2 separate regions of the Mus musculus genome follow, and region 1 is linked to region 2. The links are chromatin contacts, called in public HiChIP or PLAC-seq maps. All regions are on one chromosome and are shown on one strand. The core of a region is the stretch at or near the end of the contact, and the rest is flanking DNA. Distances in the headings are between cores, read along the strand shown.

The links. HiChIP or PLAC-seq counts read pairs in DNA pulled down with a chosen protein or histone mark.
Region 1: a contact with region 2 is called in an H3K27ac HiChIP or PLAC-seq map of trophoblast stem cells, with 2.8 times the contacts expected there. The contact joins two enhancer-like sites. A contact is called at or near these places in 1 of 39 promoter capture datasets (liver), 21 of 484 Hi-C or Micro-C datasets (the G1E-ER4 cell line, the HL-1 cell line, the N1E-115 cell line and 8 more) and 5 of 115 datasets of contacts at active chromatin or transcription factors (differentiating embryonic stem cells, embryonic stem cells and trophoblast stem cells).

Annotation. Positions count from the first base shown.
Region 1 is chrX:12,339,420-12,346,277 of GRCm38.p6, reverse strand. Gm14635 (predicted gene 14635) reads left to right here. Exons shown (of 4, transcript NR_045321.1): 2 at 2,940-3,015; 3 at 3,974-4,110; 4 at 5,417-6,499. Among named protein-coding and RNA genes, the nearest start is that of Gm14635, 12 kb to the left of the region's middle. Within about 2 kb of position 4,722, at least 21 of the 459 cell types and tissues checked have an H3K27ac peak or open chromatin away from gene starts, as enhancers often do. A contact at or near this core is called in the N1E-115 cell line and trophoblast stem cells, where this site is marked.
Region 2 is chrX:12,249,458-12,256,647 of GRCm38.p6, reverse strand. No RefSeq gene overlaps it. Among named protein-coding and RNA genes, the nearest start is that of Gm14635, 100 kb to the left of the region's middle. Within about 2 kb of position 4,322, at least 125 of the 459 cell types and tissues checked have an H3K27ac peak or open chromatin away from gene starts, as enhancers often do. A contact at or near this core is called in the N1E-115 cell line and trophoblast stem cells, where this site is marked.

The DNA of each region.
Region 1 (6,858 bases), core at 3,473-5,972, 89 kb before region 2:
AAAAACAAAAACAAAAAACAAAACAAAACAAAACAAAAAAACCCACACAAGAACCAAAAATGACCCTAAAACTTTTTTTTTTTCCCAGATAGGGTTTCTCTGTGTATTCCTGGCTGTCCTGGAGCTCCCTCTGTAGACCAGGCTGGCCTCGAACTCCGAAATCTGCCTGCCTCTGCCTCCCAAGTGCTGGGATTAAAGGCGTGCGCCACCACAGCCCGGCTGAAAATGTGTATTTCTAATGAGTTCCTTGGTGAAACAGATGGTTTGGAAACCTCACAGAGGAACACTAGGAAGGATTCTTGGCTTCACCTCTTGAACCTTCTCCTCAGCCCATCTGTGTACTTGTTTATAAATATAAAATGGACTGAGAAACACCCCACCCTTTGGTCTGGAAGTGTAGCATAATCACAAAGCACTGCCTAGCAAACACAGGTTCTGGGCTCCATCCCTAACACTGGAGGGGGGGGGGGACCCTTCCACCCTTGGTATCTAACATTCCCCAGTATCTGAAGGGACTTTCATTACCAACCATTTCTCCAAGGCTGTCTGATAGCTCTGACCCATCATTAGCAAGGATCCTCTTAACAGTGTACCCAGATCCCCGCTTATGCCTGAAGCCACCTCTTAGTTCTTTTCCATCCTCGTTTCTTGCCTGTAGATCATTCAGGCTTGAACCTGATTTATCTCCCCACCGTAAGACACCCCTGTACCCCGCTGCCGAGGTCCCTGTATCTACTGCGATAGCTCTGAACACAAGCTTGGCCTAGTGACCTTCAATAGGGGTCACCTTTTTCTTTTTCTTTTTAAATGTAGTCCCTTTAACTCCACCTAACCTAGATGATCCTCATGACAGGCCTCTGAGGTCATCATCCGGACCTGGGTTAAGAAATGCAGAAAGTGAGGCACAGGGCAGAGATAAGTGATTTGCCTGAGGTAGCCTAGCTATAATGAGTGTGGAAGGCGGAGCTAGCTCTGGGGCCCTAATTCTCTGCCAGGTGCAGTTCAGTTTAGGAATGAGTTTGTTTTAAGAACAACCTGGGGCTCTTTCTTCTGCCAGAGCCTTCCTCTCAGCCATATCAGCACAATCAGGCAGGGGAAAGCACCAGAAGGTCCTGCATCCTCCTTCTTGTCCTCTGGGGCGTGTTTCCCAGCTGCTCAGGGCCTGCTGCTGTTCCCTAAAGAGCCGCCTCCATGCCTTTTCCTGAAACATCCGCATTCCTTCTTCCACCTTCAAAAGAACTGCCCTGTCACGGCACACAGGTGAGCTCGGTCCCTCCCAGGGCCACCTGCCTTTAATACCAGGTTGTGACAAAGTGATAAGACCTATCATGTGACAGTTAAAGTATTCATGCCAGAGCCCCCGATGATTCAGCCATTCACTCCTCCGGCCATTCCGCTATTATCCATAGAACATTCCTGATGCTGGGAATTGAAACACAGACCGTCTTTGTGCATAATTTTAAAAAAGTAATAATAATTACAAGCTATATCCACTCTGTAGAAATAATACTTCAGATGTCTAATTAGGGGGCTTAGTTTTTTGGGGGGTTGTTTGTTTTTTGTTTTTTGGGAGGCGTAGGACAAGGTGTCATTATAAGAGTTTGAGGCTAGGCTGGCCTCAAACTCTTGACAATCTCCTGCCACCGGAGCACTAGGATATAGGGCTATATGGCTACAGTGAGCTTCAATAGTTGAATTTGGATTTTCTGCCTTTAAAAAGTCCATGAGGGGGCTGGAGAGATGGCTCAGAGGTTAAGAGCACTGACTGCTCTTCCAGAGGTCCTGAGTTCAATTCCCAGCACCCACATGGTGGCTCACAACCATCTGTAATGAGATCTGATGTCCTCTTCTGGTCTGCCCGAAGACAGCAATAGTGTACTCACATACATAAAATAAATAAATCAATCTTTAAAGAAAGAAAGAGCTGGGCAGTGGTGGCGCATGCCTTTAATCCCAGCACTTGGGAGGTAGAAGCAGGTAGATTTCTGTGTTCGAGGAGGCCAGACTGATCCATGACAAAAGTCTATGAGATCATTCATGATTTATTATAGGACAGGTTTTTTTGTACAGGGATTTTGCCCAGCTCTAGGTTAATGTAAGTGTTAGGATACAGTGGGCTGACACAAAGAGTTGAAGGGGCTTGCAGCCCCATAGGAAGAACAACAATATGAACTAACCAGTACCCCCAGAGCTCCCAGGGACAAACCCACCAACCAAAGAATACACATGGTGGGAATCGTGGCTCCAGCTGTATATGTAGCAGAGGATGGCCTTGTGGGAGGTTCTATGCCCCAGTGTAGGAGAATGCCAGGACCAGGAAGCAGGAGTGGGTGGGTTAGTGAACAGGGGTACTGGGGAGGGGATAGGGGGCTTTGGGGGGGGGTGGAACCAGGAAAGGAGATAACAGTTGCAATGTAAATAAAGAAAACATCTAATTTTAAAAAAAGGGATACAGTGGGCTAAGCTACAATTGGCAGTAGGTAAGATGGCTTGTTATTGTTATTTTGTTTGTTTGTTTGTTTTTTGAGACAGGGTTTCTCTGTGTAGCCCTGGCTGTCCTGGAGCTCACTTTGTAGACCAGGCTGGCCTCAAACTCAGAAATCCGCCTGCCTCTGCCTCCTGAGTGCTGGGATTAAAGGTGTGTGCCACCACACCCGGCTTGTTATTGTTATTTTTAATATTTATTTATTTGTGAGAACACTGTTGCTGTCTTCAGACACACCAGAAGAGGGTGTCAGATCCCATTACAGATGGTTGTGAGCCACCTTGTGGTTACTGGGAATTGAACTCAGGACCTCTGGAAGAGCAGCCAGTTCTCTTAACCTCTGAGCCATCTCTCCAGCCCCTGTTATTGTTATTTTTGTTGTTATGAGACAAGACCTGGTGTATCACAGGCTGGCCTTGAACTCTAAAACTAACTGTGTAACTGTACTACTTAGATTTTGTCAACGAGGCACAAGCTAGAGTCAACTCGAAAGAGAACATCACAACTGACAAAAGGCCTCCATCAGGATGGTAAGCAGTCTGTGGGGGCATTTTCTTAACTGATGATTGATGTGGGAGAGCCCGGTCCACTATTGGAGATGCCACCTGGACACGTGGTCATGTGATCCTGGGTTATATATGAAGCAAGCTGAGGAAACTGTGGGGAGTGAGCCAGAAGGCAGTATTTCTCCATGAGTTCAGCTTTGGTCCATACTTCCAGGTTCCTTTACTGACTGCCCTTCATTATAGACTATTGACTGGACAATTAAATGAACCCCTTTCTCCACAGGTTGCTTTTGATCACGATATCTATCACAGCAACAGAAAACCAACTAGAGCAGGAGCTGGCCTCAAACTTCTGATCCTCCAGCCTCCACCTCCCAACTCTTGAGATTACAAGCATATGTCCCCATGTCTCACTTATACAATGCTGGGACTCAAACTTAGGACTTTGATCATGTTAGTCAAACAACTAAACTTTTACAAAAGCTTTATTTTATGTGCATTGGTGTTTTGCCTCCACCTATCTTTGAAGGTGCTGGATCCCCTGGAATTGGAGCTACAGATAGTTATGAGCTGCCATGTGGAGGCTGGGTATTGAACCTAGATCCTCTGGAAGAGGAGTCGCCCTCTTAACCATTGAATAATCCCTCCGGCCCCTGCACAAACTTTTAACTTGAGCTATTTTCAACTCAGGGTGGCATTACTTGAATGCTCCCTTATAAATCTGGGGATACCTGCTCAAGGAAACCATAACTGCCGACCTCAAGGGGGTTTACCAAGAAGACTAGGAAACCAGGGAACACAAGCCCAAAATGACAGAGAGCCCACCTGGCTTCACTCCTGCTGCCTAGAGCAGAACCTAGAGCCTGGTAGCTGCTCAATGAGGATTCAATGGATGAATAAATGAATGAATGAACTAAGGAATGAATGTGTGAGTTGGAAGGGCAACCACCTGAGGGATTGCCCTCTTCTCTCTTTCCAACAGAGCCTGGAACACCGAAGCCTGATGTGAATGATATGTCTGTTTGGGGGTTCTAGTTCAATCAACTATGATTACCCAATTGCTAGCACATTTCAGTCTCTCCAACCAGGAAGCCAGCCTCTGAGAAGTCTCCCTGGAAGGTTCGTAGCCCCTCAGGAGGCAGTGGCAAAACACTGTATGTGAAATGAATCAAAAGCTGAAGAAGAGAGAGAGCAGGAGGGGGAGGAAGAGGGGAGGAGGGGAAGAGAGAGAGAGGAGAAAGAGGATTGGCAAAGAAGAGGAGAAGCAAGAAGAAAGGGGGTGCTCATCCATTGTCTCCCCCAGAGCTTTCCTGGGTGTAGCTCTGTAAGTTCCTTAACAAGAAATTCCTGAGTCCTATACGCAACCTGGCTGTGGGGGCAGGGGAAGCTTGGAATCCAGAAGGGGAAGCCTGGAGGCCAGGGCAAATAAGAGGAGGCCTGGGAGGCCAGGGCAACCTATTAATCACAGGAAGCAAAGAGCCACTGCTGACTTGCTTGCCTCTGGGGTAGGGGCTGGGGATGGTTTTTCTCTGACTACGTGATGCAGGGCAGGAATTGGGATCAAGGGTTAGGGTCTGGTGTTGGTAAATCAGACTTCAGATCTCTCCAATCACCATGCAGGTCTTGGTTTTTTTTTTTTTTCAAATGGAGAATGAGCCATCCTTCTTATCTCCATAAATAACAGGGCCCAGCTGCCCTGGCTTCTAACTCTGATGACTCCACTCGCTATCTGATGGAGAAAGGAATGAGGTAGAAGGCTTGGAGTGTGAGTGGTTAGCTTGATTGCTAGCCCAGGGCCTCCTCTTGAGCCCAGCTGGAGGAGAACAAAGGAACAGGGCTTTCTCTTAATTGCTGCTCAAGGTTTTCTGGGACACAGGGAACGTAGCCAGGAATTCAGCCAGGAAGGTTCTAGGTTTATCTACGGGTACAAAGTTGCCGCCTCCCTTTTCAGCTCCCCCTTTCTCCCCTGATCTTCCCAGGTCAGCCCCTAGAGATCATAGGAGACTCTGGCAGGCTTTGCCATCTCTGGCTTCCCTGAAAGCCACCCCCATCTCAGTGTTTGCACAGTGCCTCCTCTTGATGTCCTTTACACTGCCCCCCACACACACACACACAACTTAAACACCACAAGGAATTGTTCCCATCATCCCTAGGCAGATATCTTCAGTTCCTTAGCTCTCTCTGTATGCTTTAGGGAGAATCCATCAGCCCTAGTTACCACCTACTCCAGCCTACACTCATTCCCTACACACTGCTGGGGCCCACTCTAACTTAACGGTCATGGCACTCATTTGAACTAAATGCTACTCAGCCATTAGCCTATATCTTGCTAGTTATTGCCCTGGTGACAGTCTCCTAGGTGACAACTTCCCACTTCCTCCACACTCTGACATCTCCTTGTCCTCCGCCCTTTCTTTCCTTGCAGATGACGGTCTTGCTTCCTAGCTCATTCAACAAACTGAAGCCATCCCCAGCCTCCGCCACCACACCCTCCAGCCTGCCTTCCCACTTTCCACTGAGAATGAACTGTCACGTCCCAGCCAACACCGTCCCCACTCATCCATCCGTGCACAGCTGGCTCCCGCAGGCCTCTCCTTTCCCTGCATAGCCAATTATTCCCTCAGCTCTGCTGCACTCTGCTGCAAATGAACCTCTCATTTTTTTCCCATCTCAAAAATTATAGCCTGCGCGGCAGCACACACCTATGATTCCCAGCTCATAGAAGGCAGACTAGGAAGAGGAGTTCAAGGTCATCCTTAGCTACATAGCAAGTCTGAGGCCAGCCTGAGCTACGTGAGACACTATATAAGTACAATTGGAACCTAACTGCTGAGCAGAGCAAAGAGGTAAGAAAAGCTGAGAGGGTTGAGCAGTTCTAACCACCCCCATCCAGAACACAGCCTTTGATCCTCGAAAGACATGCTTTCCAGAGTGTACACCTACTCAGTGGACCAGGAGACTGTTTCGGGAGCTGAGAAGCAGAACAAACAGATAAATATTTGCATCAAGCACTTTACCCACTGAGCTGCCTCAGAAGCCAAGAGCTTGTCTCCTTTTCGTCGTGAGAGATAAAACATATAGCAAAATGATGAGAGCAGTAATGTTCCCATGGCCCAGAAACTCTCTGCTTTCGTACATCCCCGAAGGTAGTCAGAGCTAGGACTCAAAGAATAAAATAAAAAAATAAATAAATAAAAAAATAAAGCATGGTAGCAGCTTTATTCACAAACAGCAGAAGTATGGAAGCGGTCAGCATTCTTCCACAGAGAGCAAAGCAGGCTATAGCCACAGTGTGAAATAATATCCAAGCTCACAAAAGAATGAATTGCTGGTATGTGTTACAGCGTGGATGGATCTTCAAATCTCCATGCTGGCAATATTTTTAGTGTACTTGACATTGCTGTACATTTCAATAATTCACTCCTTTTTGGTGGTAAGATTACGTTGTATACCATGCCCGTGTCTGCTCCTATGTCTCTTTTTAAATTATTTACACTTGTTTACCATTTACTTCTTTTTGGTGTCAATTTGTGTGTGCACGGTGGGGGGTGCAGAAATGAGCAATGGCGTGCACACGAAGGTCATAAAACTATGGGGTCAGCTCTCTCTTTCTGTTATGCAGGTCCCAGAAATAGAACTTGAATCTCCCTTTGACCATGTAAGTCCCAGGGATGGTACTCAGGACATCAGGTGTGGGGGCAACCACCTTTACCTGTCGAACCATCACCTAGCCCTTCATTTATTTTTTTTTCTTGATTGGCATTTGAGATATTCCAAATTTGGAATATTGTGACTAAAACTGCTAAAGCAGATAGACAGACAGACAGACAGACACATACATACGTACATGAATACATGAGTAAATTC
Region 2 (7,190 bases), core at 3,073-5,572:
GAAGAGAGGCTGACTCTGGCACTTCAAGGTTGTCTTCTATGAAAACCGTGAGGAATGTTTAATGAAACTGGAACATACCAGAGCATTCTGCTGCTTCAACAGGGCCTTGCTCCTATTTCACACAGCTGGGATAGACTGCTTTTTTTTTTTACCAGAGCTGGTAGGCTAGCCCACTAGAGGTGCACCTAGTCTCAATTACCATGGAGGTCACCTCTTCCATGTGGGGCCAGTTTGAGATTCCCTGCTTTTCTAGGCTTTGGGACCTGGAATGATCATAACCCAAAGTTATTGGTTTAGGAGATTTTGTTTGTTTCCTTGAAGTAATTTAAAAAATTCATCTTATGTACTTGTAAATCGTGTCTTTTGTTAAAATGTTGCAAGTAGATAGGCATGGTAACACACATCTTTTATCCTAGGTAGCACCTAGGCAAAGGTGGGTGGATCTCTGTGAGTTCAAGCCAGCCTAGTCTATAAAGTAAGCTCCAGGCCAACTGGAATGTGCAGGTGGTGGGTGGCTGGTTGGCTATGAGTGGATAAACAGAAGATAGCTGGATAGATAGATAGATAGATAGATAGAGGGACAAATGAGTGTGCACTTTTGTGGGTGGAGGATAGATGGATGTACAGACAGATGGATGGATGGGTGGACTTGTTGTCCACTGTGCTAAGGCACTTCCCCTGTGACTATCCTTACACTGAAGCTAACAGTTCTCAAAGGTTTAGGCCGTAGGGCCTCTTTATTTCTTCCTTTATTATTAAGGATGCCAAAAGCTTTTTCTCAGTACTTCCTACATTAAATGTGAAAATGAAGGTTCTGGAGAGATGGCTTGATGCTTAAAGAACAATCCCCAGAACTCACACAAGGGCCCACAAGCATCTATCTATAACTAGTACCAAGAGATCCAACACCTTTTGACCTCAGCAGACACGTAGTGCCCAGATATGCTTGTAGGCAAAACACTCATACACATAAAACAATGATTCAAGCAAACAAACAAACAAACAAAACACAAAGAAAGAAAAATCAAATGGGAACAATGTTTGTATATCTGATCCTCTCTTCTGAACTTTGCAGGCACCTGTGCTCATATGTGCACATAACCACACACACACACAAACACAAGCATATAATTAAAAGTTAAAAATACATCGTTAGGACCAGAGAGATGGATGACTCAGTGGGTAAAGGCATAAAGATGACTATATGAAGTTGAGCGCATTTGTGCCTGACAGCCTCTAAGATTGCCCATAATCCCCACCTTCCATCTGACACCCGGTGGTTGAAAGCAGCAGCCATCTCCTCTCCCAGAGGAGCTCCAAGATACAGGATTGGAGCGCTGGACCGCACCTTTGTTCCACTCTCTGGAGAGTGTTCACACCCAGAGCTAAACTCACCCAGCAAGGTGGCTCCTGTTTCAGGGACCCACACAAAACCATGGGAAAGCAAACACATTTGTTACTCTCAGCCACTAAATACTGGCATAATTTGTAACCTAACAATAGATCATTAAGGTACGTGGTGCCATCAACAGCATATTTTGATTAAAAAAACATTATGAACTAACCAGTACCCCGGAGCTCTGGACTCTAGCTGCATATGTATCAAAAGATGGCCTAGTCGGCCATCACTGAAAAGAGAGGCCCATTGGACACACAAACTTTATATGCCCCAGTACAGGGGAATGCCAGGGCCAAAAAATGGGAATGGGTGGGTAGGGAAGTGGGGGGCGGGGAGGGTATGGGGGACTTTTAGGATAGCATTGGAAATGTAATTGAGGAAAATATGTAATAAAAATATTAAAAAACAAAACAAAAACAAAAACAAAAACAAAAACAAAACAAAAAAACCAAAAACCAACCAACCAAAAAAACAAAACAAAACAAAACAAAAATCCATGCAAATAGGGGTTGGCAAGATGGCTGAGTGGTTAAGGTTAAGAGAACCTGTTGCTCTCCTAGAGGACACTGGTTGTTCCCCAACATGGAGGTTGGGCCACTCACAGTCACTCCACCTCCAGGGAGGCTCTGCGGAACTCCACTGAACTGATGTGGTAGCTCCCACCTTTAATCTCAGCCAGCACTTGGGAGGTGGAAACTGCTGGGAGTTCAAGACCAGACTCAGTTACATAGTGAATTCCAGGACAGCTTGGGCTACAGAGTGAGATCCTGTCTCAGAAAAATCAAAACTAAACAACAAACCACAAAAATATGAATAAATAATAAAAAAACACTTTATTTTTCCAACCCCCCCCCAAAATCTAGAAAGTGACATATTGTACATTTCATAAACCTCTTTGGTGTCTGGAGTATTTATTTATTTCTATTGCTGTACCGAGGATGAGCCCAGGCTTTGGTTTTGTTACTTTCAGTCACTAAATGTTGGTATAATTTATAGCATAACAATGGGTAATTAAGGTGTATAGTAACCTTCTGGCATCAGTCTAGATTCCAGCTCCTGAACGTTTCCCTTTTTTTTTTTTTTTTTTTTTTTGGTTTTTCGAGACAGGGTTTCTCTGTGTAGCCCTGGCTGTCCTGGAACTCACTCTGTAGACCAGGCTGGCCTCGAACTCATAAATCTGCCTGCCTCTGCCTCCCGAGTGCTGGGATTAAAGGCGTGTGACACCATGGCCCGGCTCCATTTCCCTTCTTAATTCTAAAAATTGCATTTATGGGAGCTGGAGAGATGGCTGTCTGCTCTTCCAGAGGACCCAGGGTTCAAGTCACAACACCCACATGGCAGCTTACAACTATCTGTAATTCCATTCCCAAGGGATGGAACACCCTCTGGTCACCTCATACGCAGGCAAAACACCCATGCATATAATGTAAATGACATATAAATGTTATATGTATGTTTGTGCTCACGTGCCCCGGCAGTCAGGAGATAACCTGTGGAAGATGATTTTCCCCCTCCACCATGGGAGTCCCGTGCGTGGAAAGAACTCAGGTCCTCAGACTCGGTGGTGGCAAGCATCTTTCCTCTTTCTTTCTTTCTTTCTTTCTTTCTTTCTCTCTCTCTCTCTCTCTCTCTTCTTGACAGCTGCTGGAGCATCCACTAAGTTGGGGTACTGACATGTCGCCTTAGATTAATGAAAACCCAGCCTCCCCTAGGTTTGTAATCACAAAAGCCTTTTCAGAGGTCCTGGATCTCAGGGCCCTGATTATCAGAGGGATCCTGGAACCACACTGTGGGCACTACTGACCTAGATAACCAGGACACACAGCCTTCCCTCCAAGAATCTAGCTCTAGATCCTCCCCCACTTCTATTTTCCTGTTTGAGATCTTTGTTATTTGTTTAATGATTGGATTGTGACTGATGCCACCCAGGAGGCATTGTCCCCAGTTAGAAGGCATGATGAACAAGTCCCCAATCTTGCCTGTGTGGTCTCCAAGATATTAAACAAAAGGGGGAGGGTGCCCACCTTGAAGATCTATGGTGAAAGCTGAGCTCTCTTTGGGGTGAGGAGGCTGGAGGACCTTGTTCTATCAAGGAGAGATTCTGGTGTTCCTGTCAAGTCTGTGAGGAATATTCGGGGATTTCCCCCTCTCTGTCCCTTTCCTGCACCACCAACCACCTCTCTCCCCACCCCTCCTGTGTCACCTCCACACTGCCCTCCACCCCCACCCCCACTCCCCGTGGAAAGTTTACACTGTTTTCAGCCAGGAGAATTGTCCCTGACTAGTTCGTCAGAGAAACGCACGCAGCTGTAGCAAAGACTAAAAATAGTCTCCTCCGTGACCAGTGTCTTCCCACGTCCTTTTCTCCACGCTTGCCTCCTTCTCAGTCCCCACCTTCAGCGGAGGCAGGAAGGTCCTGGGAGGGTGTGAGCCCGCTGGGACCTGCCAGACTCCCTAGTCTCCCCTCCCAAGCAGCACGAGTGTCCGATTCTATTTTGCAGTGACCTCCGCCTTGCCACGCCCAATTCCAGAGAACCCGTATCTCCTCAGCGGGTGGAAGGCTAGCCCGCTTGGGCTGCAGATTTTTCCGGCACTTTAAAGGTTAAACGGGAAGCCTGGGGTGGGAGGAAGAGCCGTCCGGTGCTATGCGCGCAGGCTCCAGGCGGTGTCCCCAGCGTCGCTCTTTCTCCTTGAGGCCAAAGATGGAATCCGAATGCGAAGGTTCGTCTTTCCAGTTAGCTGTGTTGAGCCACCCAGCCAGCAGCGGCTCAGCTCGCCAGAGCCAAAGCGTTGTCTCGCTTGCCTTCCGGGAGGTGGCTTTTTTTTTTTTTTTTTTTTTTCTCAAGCGCGACCTGGGAGTTCGATGTGTGGCCAGGACCTGCCTGGCCTCTCTTTGCCCTGGTATCCTGGGACATGCGCCTGACAAGACCCGCCACCTCCTGCATTTCAGGGGTAGCTTGTGGTGTCCAGTGACCTTTGCCACTGTGTACTGCTGCAGTTTCGAAACAGCAAAAAAAAAAAAAAAAAAAAAAAAAAAAAAAGGAACTTTGCCAAACCACACAAAACTTCAAACCGCACCAGCTCCAACTGGGCACGCCCGGAGAAAGCTGCCTTTATCTGCCCCCTCTCTCCTCCTCTGGTCTCACAGTTGACTGGGGCTGGTGAAAGCCACTGGAACACTTTATCCCTCCCACTCATCTTCCAGCCCCGCGAAGATCCTGGATTGTTCTGGAAGCCAAGCCCAATCCGGCTTCCACCCAGCTGGGGGATCTGAGAGCCACCTGCCAGGCCCGTCACTTCACAATGAGTTTCCATTGTGTGGAAGAAAGCTGGGTGGATTCGAGCCAGCCGAGAGGGAGAAGAGTTGAAAGGTTTGGGTCCAAGAGAGTAGTGAAGGGGAGAGTTGAAAGATTTGAGCCTTGAGGGGAAGGAGCAATCTGTCCAGAGCTTGGTGGGGCTCGAAGACTCCACACAGCTCTGTTTTTCTCTGACCCTAAAGACTTTCTGCTCCTCCCTCAGTGGCTAGCAGAGCCCCCAGAGCCCCTGGGCTGAGACTGCGGCTCCAAACCTACCATTGGGTTTTGAAATCCACCACACACACACACACACACACACACACACACACACACAACCCCCGGGTAATTCCGGGACAAAATTGCCTTTCTTTCCAGGTTTTTCTCTGGAAACTTTGGTTTAGTTCCCTTAAGACCAGAGTCTCAAGTAGCCCAGCCTAGCCTCAAATATGGCTACTATTCAGATTACAGGCAAAATACCACAGGCTAGCTTCTCTGAAAACTCTTAAATGCCCATCCCACAGCAGTGAGCATGTTCGTCATTCCCCAGAGAAAGAGATCTGTCTTCAGGTCGATCTTCAAACTTGCTGGCAGAGGGACAGAAGAGAAGGCTTCACAAATATAACCAATTAATAGGGAGGTAGTAATCCTAGTGTCCATGGTGGGCACGGGGCTGGGAGTGGCCTTTGGCAGCTGACTTTCTCTCTTCCCAGGTGTTTGTGGCACCTCTGTGGTGCCAGTCATCACTCTGCAAAGAGGTGGGATTCTCGCTCCCAAACAAGCAAACACCAGTTCAGCCTTGAGGACGCAGATGACCCACAGGAATAATCGGAAGTCTCTCAGGCTGCTTTCTGCCCCAGTAACTCTATGTAAAACTAGGACTAGGAGCTGGTAAAATGTGAGGTGGCTTCCACTCACAGCTAGTCCTGGGTGCAAACGGACATACCCTTTCTTGGAAACTGCCAGCAGTCTGCAAGGGCCTTATAAACAGTGTACTAGGCAGCGCCCACTAGCCCACAGCATTCCATCAACACCCGGCCCACAAGCGTGGAGTGTCATCAACTCCCGCAGCTAGAATCCAATTGCAGGGAACAGAGAATGTTTCCAGCTATTTTAAGCAAGAATAGGAAATTACTCCAGGAAATTAGGTGCTCACAAAATTCCTGGAAGGCCCGAGAGGAACAGTCTCTGAACTCACAAGACACTACCATTGAATTGGTCCCCAAGATTGCCGCCCTCTCTGCCACTAGCAGGAAAGTGAGAAGCAGGGGAGTTGGGGGGTGGGGTGGGGGCGGGAGCTGCACTGATTGCAGATTGCAGCTGAGATCTAATGATTAGGATCCCATGCCACCACGGCCTTTCTCAAGAGCCACAAGAGCCTGTGCCTCTACCCACAAGAATCAGCGGCTGAGCAATTGCCAAAATATTGTCACACATAACCCCACATACCCTCCCCCTACCCCCAACCACACAGTGTGTCCAGCGACTGCAGCCAGAGCCGAAGACAGTCTGCTTCATGCCTTCCTTCCAAACCTCACACAAATGTATCTAATTGTCAAAATTGAATTCTCATCCGCAGCCCCAGCTGCAAAGGTGTCTGGGAGATGTAGTTTTTAGATTTCCATCCTTCGGAGTAAGAAGGCTTCATAGCACAGGGTTAGAAAGGAGGTGGAGGACCTGATACCACACCTCCATTTTACAGCTAAGGAAGCTGAGGTCCCAAGGAGTTAAGGAATGCACCAGGGTCACATGGCTGGTGAACAGGGTCTTTCAGTTTCTACACTACAAACCCCATACTCTTGTGCATTACACACACCCAGCGGCTTCAGTGCACTTGGAGCTTTCGCAATCTTGGAGCATGTCTTTGCCCAAGAACTCAGAGCAGAGTAGAGGCCACCACACTACACGTGCCACAGGCTCAGAGGCTGGATGGTAGGCAGTGAAATACAACTGAGACCCAAAGACCAGAAGCAGCTCATGTAAGGTTGCTAGGAGAAGGGATTGAAAAAGGAAACGCAAGGTTTCTAATTGTAGCTATTCTCCTTTGCCCCAGGAGTAGTTGGACAGCCAACCACCATTCAGGCCCTGCTGCCACATTCACAGAACCCTCCTTATTTGTTGCCCATCAGAGTTAAAACTACCAGACAGCTACTCTTCCAGTTGTCTTCGGCTTAGGGTCAACTGATCAGATACCTCCATCTAAGACCTGGAAGTCAGGGGGGCCGCTGACACAGAGGCGTGAGGAACACAGAGATCCATTGTGACAGCAGATGGCACTGGGGCAACGGGGACCATCTCCATGTCCACATATGACAATATATGCCGAGATTTTATGGACTTCACTTGAGACTTGTCACCCGATTGGCCAGACTTGGACCACGATCCAGACTGCTGCATGGCTTCCTTTGTTCCGTCTGCTTTCCAAACCACTCGCCAGCCCTCCTGGTTATTTTTTGAGTTCTCCAAGATCATTTTGATAAAAGTCCTTTTCTGCTTAA